Linked DNA regions of Mus musculus: region 2 is linked to region 1. A link is a contact called in public Micro-C data. All regions are on one chromosome and are shown on one strand. The core of a region is the stretch at or near the end of the contact, and the rest is flanking DNA. Distances in the headings are between cores, read along the strand shown.

The links. Hi-C and Micro-C count contacts between places; a contact is called where the count stands out from the background.
Region 2: a contact with region 1 is called in a Micro-C map of brown adipocytes, with 5 times the contacts expected there. The contact joins two enhancer-like sites. A contact is called at or near these places in 1 of 15 datasets of contacts at CTCF or cohesin (large pre-B cells), 16 of 484 Hi-C or Micro-C datasets (3T3-L1-derived adipocytes, the AML12 cell line, B cells and 8 more) and 7 of 115 datasets of contacts at active chromatin or transcription factors (the HPC-7 cell line, heart atrium, liver and 2 more).

The regions. Positions count from the first base shown.
Region 1 is chr7:114,291,248-114,294,118 of GRCm38.p6, reverse strand. No RefSeq gene overlaps it. Among named protein-coding and RNA genes, the nearest start is that of Psma1, 17 kb to the right of the region's middle. Within about 2 kb of position 1,483, at least 202 of the 459 cell types and tissues checked have an H3K27ac peak or open chromatin away from gene starts, as enhancers often do. A contact at or near this core is called in brown adipocytes and liver, where this site is marked.
Region 2 is chr7:114,362,743-114,365,613 of GRCm38.p6, reverse strand. All of the region lies in intron 1 of 4933406I18Rik (RIKEN cDNA 4933406I18 gene), which reads left to right. Among named protein-coding and RNA genes, the nearest start is that of 4933406I18Rik, 51 kb to the left of the region's middle. Within about 2 kb of position 1,418, at least 9 of the 459 cell types and tissues checked have an H3K27ac peak or open chromatin away from gene starts, as enhancers often do. A contact at or near this core is called in brown adipocytes and liver, where this site is marked.

The DNA of each region.
Region 1 (2,871 bases), core at 234-2,733:
CCCCAGAGGAAGCCATCCTCTGGGACTTGAGGGAAGACTCAGCCAGAGCTCTGAGGAGTACAGCGGGGGTAAAGGTGACACAATACGGGAAGGAAACCAGCTCTTGAAAAGTAGTCAATTACCTTCAACAAGCTACCAACAAACTGGCAAGTTTGTCTTGTTTTGTTTTCAGGTAAGGCTGATTGCCAGCTTTTGGAAGATAAAGTGGGCTAGATGGCTGGGTTCTGGACAACCCCAAATGAGAGAGGAGAGGAGACGGTTAAGGTAATGTTAGCAACAAAAGAAAGCTTGCAACTGAGTGATTATCACCCAAGTCATCAAAAGGAACAAAAATGAGAAAAACACAACAAGGGATCTACCCTTGTCCTTTAAAGGCACTTCTACAACTGTATACTCCCTGTCCTTTGCCTTTTGAAAGGAAATGTCACAGGGCATAGTGGCACACTTACGTAGGCCCAGCACTTGGGAGGCCAAGAAAAGAGAATTATGAGTTCAAGGTCAGGCTGGTCTACAAACAGAGCAAGTCCCTCTCTCTGGGGTTGGTAGGTGGGGGTAATATTATAGAAGATTTAAAAATGAGGACAGGCTGAGTCTCTTTTAAAATGAGAGATAATTTATAATTTCAAAAACTTTAGCTGCAAGTCCTAAAGCAATTTAATGCATTTAATTATTTCTGGAATCTATTTTCACATGGTAAAAATATTGATAAAGGTAAGCTATGCCCCACACACACACACACACACCCTCCATTATATATGAAGTGAAGTGGCACAAGCCTGGAATCCCAGGATGATCAGAATTCAAGGATAGCCTGGGCAATTTGGCAAAGTCCTGCCTAAAAAATAAGTTAAAACGCTTTTGTGGGCCATGGGAGTGTGGCTGAGTGGTGGGTTCAGTTCTTAGAAATACACGCACAACAAACGACAGCACTTATGAGATATTTACACAATGAAGATAGCATATTCTCCTGACGAACGGAAACCAGCCACCCTGATGCCAAAAATCATGCTAAATTCTCTGCGTACTCCCCATAGAACATGTTGGCATCCTTTTAAATGAACAGCCCTCTTCTCAAGGAAAGGAGAAAATCCTAAGGGGCTCCACGGTCAGGACTCCAACTCTTTTCACCTTAGCAGGACTCGGAGTTCCCGCTTTCCAAGAGGCACCACGATGTGGGAAAGGCGAGTGTGGACAGTTAGGAAGCGGTATCAGAGCTCACAAACCCCTGCTAAATAGTCACAGGCCGGCTGGGCAGGGACTGTGTCAGTGAGAGCCACAAGGAAACTGAAGTGCTCCTGAGGCAGCTAGGCTGGCTGGTGGCCAGTCTCCTTCCTGGGTCAGAGAGGCTCGCACAGTTCTGTGAACACTGACCCTCCCCCACCCCGCACGAAAACCAAAAAAAAAAAAAAAAGCTCCCTGGACACAGGGTCTGTTTTCACCTTTGTAAGTGAAAAGATTGAACTAGATTTCCATAGCGGGTCAAGGGACAGAGGACAGTGAAGACCAGAGGAGTACGTGCTGTGTGCTGCGTCAGAAACTTGCAGGCTTGTTTGGAAAGACTGAAACTAAATAAAGACTTATTAGCATAAGACGAGCATTGTGAAATTTGGTCAAAGGATTTTATGCAATGATGCTCTTAAAAAAAAAAAAAGCCTTCATGGCGATGGAGAAAGTAGAGAAAATAGAGCATTTTATTTAAGGGAGGAAACTTGTTATGTATCAACTTGTATGTTTTATGCCAACTTAGACACTAGACCCTGGGAATGGTCTCCTGAGTTTGGCTTTCTCCCACGAAAGGAAAGTAAATTTCTTTTCACAAAGCTAAAGTGTACTTTTAAAAAAAATTCTTTAAAAAGAATAACCAACACTAGACAACTTAATCTTTTTTTCTCCTTTTTACCAGTCTTCCTCTTTAGCTGGGCTTATCTTCAGACGTGCTAAGAGGAAAGGCTGACGTCTAGCCACACTTGGTTCCCTTTTTGCTTTTGTAACATTTTTTTCTCACATTTCCTCTATGGTGCTAGTATTTTATTGTCCCATTGCAAGCCAAATAGCATCAATTTTTAGTGAGAAAGCAATTATGGAACTGAAAAACAGACATTGACACGCAGAACTGGTGTGCTTTCTGCTCTTGGCATGTGGGTGGTCTGGGCTTATTTTCTAGAAGGGTGCACTGAACCTCTGAACCATGACATCGAGGCAGTGATAGTGCACCTCTCCTGGGGACAGACTCTTTCCCAAGCGCCTGTAGTGCACTGTGTCTTTCAGAGGAAAGAGCCCTGAGGACTGGTTCCAACTGGGAGGAGTGTTACCCAGGCTAGCCAGAGACAACATGGCTGGATGCACAGGCCCCGTGTTCATGATCTTTGTCCACCACAAGGAGACAGGGTCACGGTGCAGAAGGCAACTCGGTGCATTTATACAGAGGAGCATGTAGGGAGGCTGAAGACAAGAGCTGAGGGGCGGAGAGGGTCAAAGGAAGAGACCAAGTTGTGAAGCCACAAAAAGAAGCCTGTGTCAGAGTGGCCTTTTATGTTGACTGCTGAGAGGTTCCGCTTAGAGCAGCCGCCCATCACTCCAGGCCGAATGCGGCAAATCAGCAAAGGGAGAGCTATTTTTATTTTTTTTAGATACTTCCTTTTCACCTCAACGATCTTTTTAAATTCTTCCTTCCCTAAGTAGTGTCTTTAAGCTCCGTTCTTTACAGCTCTAATTTATGTTTCTTTTTTATTTCTCTTTCCTTTCTTCTGAGAACTCTCCTCTTCGAGATCTATAAAACCAAACACTTTGCAATGCTCCCCTTTGCTCATGGACTCTGATCTAGAAACCAGAAAGTTGTTTCTTGTCTTTCTTTTATTGTTTATTTACTGT
Region 2 (2,871 bases), core at 169-2,668, 72 kb before region 1:
AACTAAAAAGAAAATTAATGGTAAAGCCAGAAAGAAATAATTACTTATAGAAATAGACATTTATCTTAATGAGGCAAAACAGTAGTTGCCATGATCCCATTAATTCACAACCAGCTTTGCTTTTTTAAAGATGATTTTATAAGATCTCCCAGTTGAAATTATTTATAAGTGCTTTTTAGTAATAATAAAAGTATGTACAGTTTTTAAATAAAGTATATGAATACAATATACACTAGCCAGCCCACAAAGTGATGTTTTTTGTCACCTAAATGCCTGTTTCTATATATAATAAATAAACTAGCATTTAATAGGTCAAGGCAGAATAATATAGAGTTTAAGGCTGGCCTGAGTATGTAAACTCCTGGCTCCGCAGCTTGGCATGTACCTTTAATCCCAGCTCTCAGGAGCTAGAGGGAGGCAGGTATCTTTACTTCGAGACTAGCTTGGTCTATAGGGTGAGTTCCAGAACAGCCAGGGCTACACAGAGAATCCCTGTCTCTCCCAACTCCCTAAAATTTTCCATCTCTAATGAATGTGTTCACATTGGTTTTTTTGGCATGGTCAGTGTAAGAGCCAGTACAAGAAAATTAAAAGGAATTATATAAGGTGATAGGACACATGCATGCCTAGTCCTCGTTAAGATGACTCATTAAGGCATCATTATTCTTCTATGCTCTGACTTGAGAGGACTCAGTGTTTCTGTCCTCTGCATTAGCTTAGTGGTCAAATTTTAAATTATTTTGATAACTCTCAGGGAACTGCCAGGTCTCATAAAATTTTCCCAGTAATTGTCACAGGGAGAGCTATGAAAAAAAAACCCGAGGTCTCTAAGAAGAAATCCACATTGGCTAATCTTTTTCTTTTCTTTTCTTTTTAATTTATTTATTTATTAGGTATTTCTTCATTTACATTTCCAATGCTATCCCAAAGTCCCCCATACCCTCCCACACCCACTCCCCTACCCACGCACTCCCACTTCTTGGCACATTGGCTAATTTTAAGAGAGCCAAAAAAAGGGATTGTTGGTCAGGATCTAAACATGGTTTCTTTCGTTAATGTGTGTGTGTATGTATGCTCCCTAGTGCCCACTCATATCAATATGCCATCTCATAACTAGACATATGACCTCAAACCTTGGGAAATTGCTCTACTACTCTGTTGCCAGTACTTCTTTCATTACAGAGCTTTCCAGAACAGAATCAACAGATTGGATTTATTCTACCAGTGAGTCAGTTGCTTATTAGCACTTTTGACATCCAGATGGTCTGAGACAAAGGCAAAAAAAAAAAAAAAAAAGAAAGAAAGAAAGAAAACGAAGGGTAACTCCCAAGTGTAGCTAGTGCAAACTCTTTTGCTGAGCAACTCTAATCTACTGGGCTGTGTTCCAGGGCCTGGGTTTCTTTCATAACAGCACTCTGGCCTTTTCTATAACATTTGTAAGTCAATTCACCTGAGAGGCCAAGAGTTAAACTGGCTGAACAGTCTGAACTGCAAAAGTTGGAAGAGAATCCAAATGGACCAATAGCCTGGCTCTATTTCATGAATAAACAGAGGCATTCAAGTTTGGGACCCTGTAAAGTTAAGTCAATATTAGTTATAGAGGAAATCCTGCTTGTTCTTTCTGTTGTAGTTGATTTTCTAAAAAGGCTAAAGAAGAGGTTTTTTGTGTGTTACAATTCTAAAAACACTCTTTAGAACATGAATACACAATATTTGCAACCTCAAGGATTAAGGATTGTAACTCAGTGGTAAAATATCTGCATAGAATGTACATGGATCTATCAATCCCTGTCATCTAAATTTTGTAAAGGTGTGTGCCCAATATCATTCAAGTATAAATTTTAAAATACTATTATTTTTTAAAACAGGACTGGAGAGGTGGGTCAGTGCTTAAGAGCACTGGCTGCTCTTCCAGAAGACCTGGGTTCGATTTCCAGCAACAACATGGCAGCTCACAACTGTCTGTAACCAGACATACATGCAAGCAAAACATCAATGAACATAAAATAAAAATAAATTATTAAAAAAACAGAAAATACTAACCTAGAATCTGATTCCATATAGTTACCTTATTATGATTATTAAAGATGAGTAAGTGATTCTATTAAATCCCTTAAGTTCTATGTATATGGCATAAGTTTCCTCTGGTAGTCATTGCCTAACAGGATCTGAAAAATCCAATGCTTAGAAGTATAGGATCATAAGACAGTGATTCCATCTGTCAGAATTGCACTATCCTATTTTATTTGTTGGATTTCACAGTTATCTCTCTTGTGGTATCATCCCTACATGCCCAAGAGAAAAAATATTACATAAAACATTTTTAAAACATAAATTTAATAGAGTTTTGTTTCAGGATTTTACTGTTTGCTTGTTTGTTGTTCTCTGTATAATTGCCTTTGGCTCAAGAGTGAGGTGGCTCAAATCTCAGGCAAGAATTAGTTCTCTCTTCTGCTGTATTCTTCTAACAATTTATATGAATTTATATGACAATATATTTTAACATCATATTTTTGCTTATTTAAAATATTTCTCCCCAGTTTAAATACACAGGTTTGCCATATTCATCTCTTTACAGGATTTCTAATGTAGAGCTTAATATAGGGAAGACTCAATAAATATTAGTTGAATTAATTAATAAGTAATTGCCTTAGAAGCAGAAACATGCCTATATAGCAAAAATACTAATCAGAGAATTATTATTCTAGTAATTTAAAAGTTACTTTGTAACATCCTGTGTTCTAGACTCAAATCCAAAAAAAAAAAAAATTGACTTTGAAGTCATTCATAAAGTTGACCAAATGTCACTGTTGCTTATTACATAGTAGACTGTAGCAAATAGTTTCTCAATCTGTGAATCAACAGTCTGTA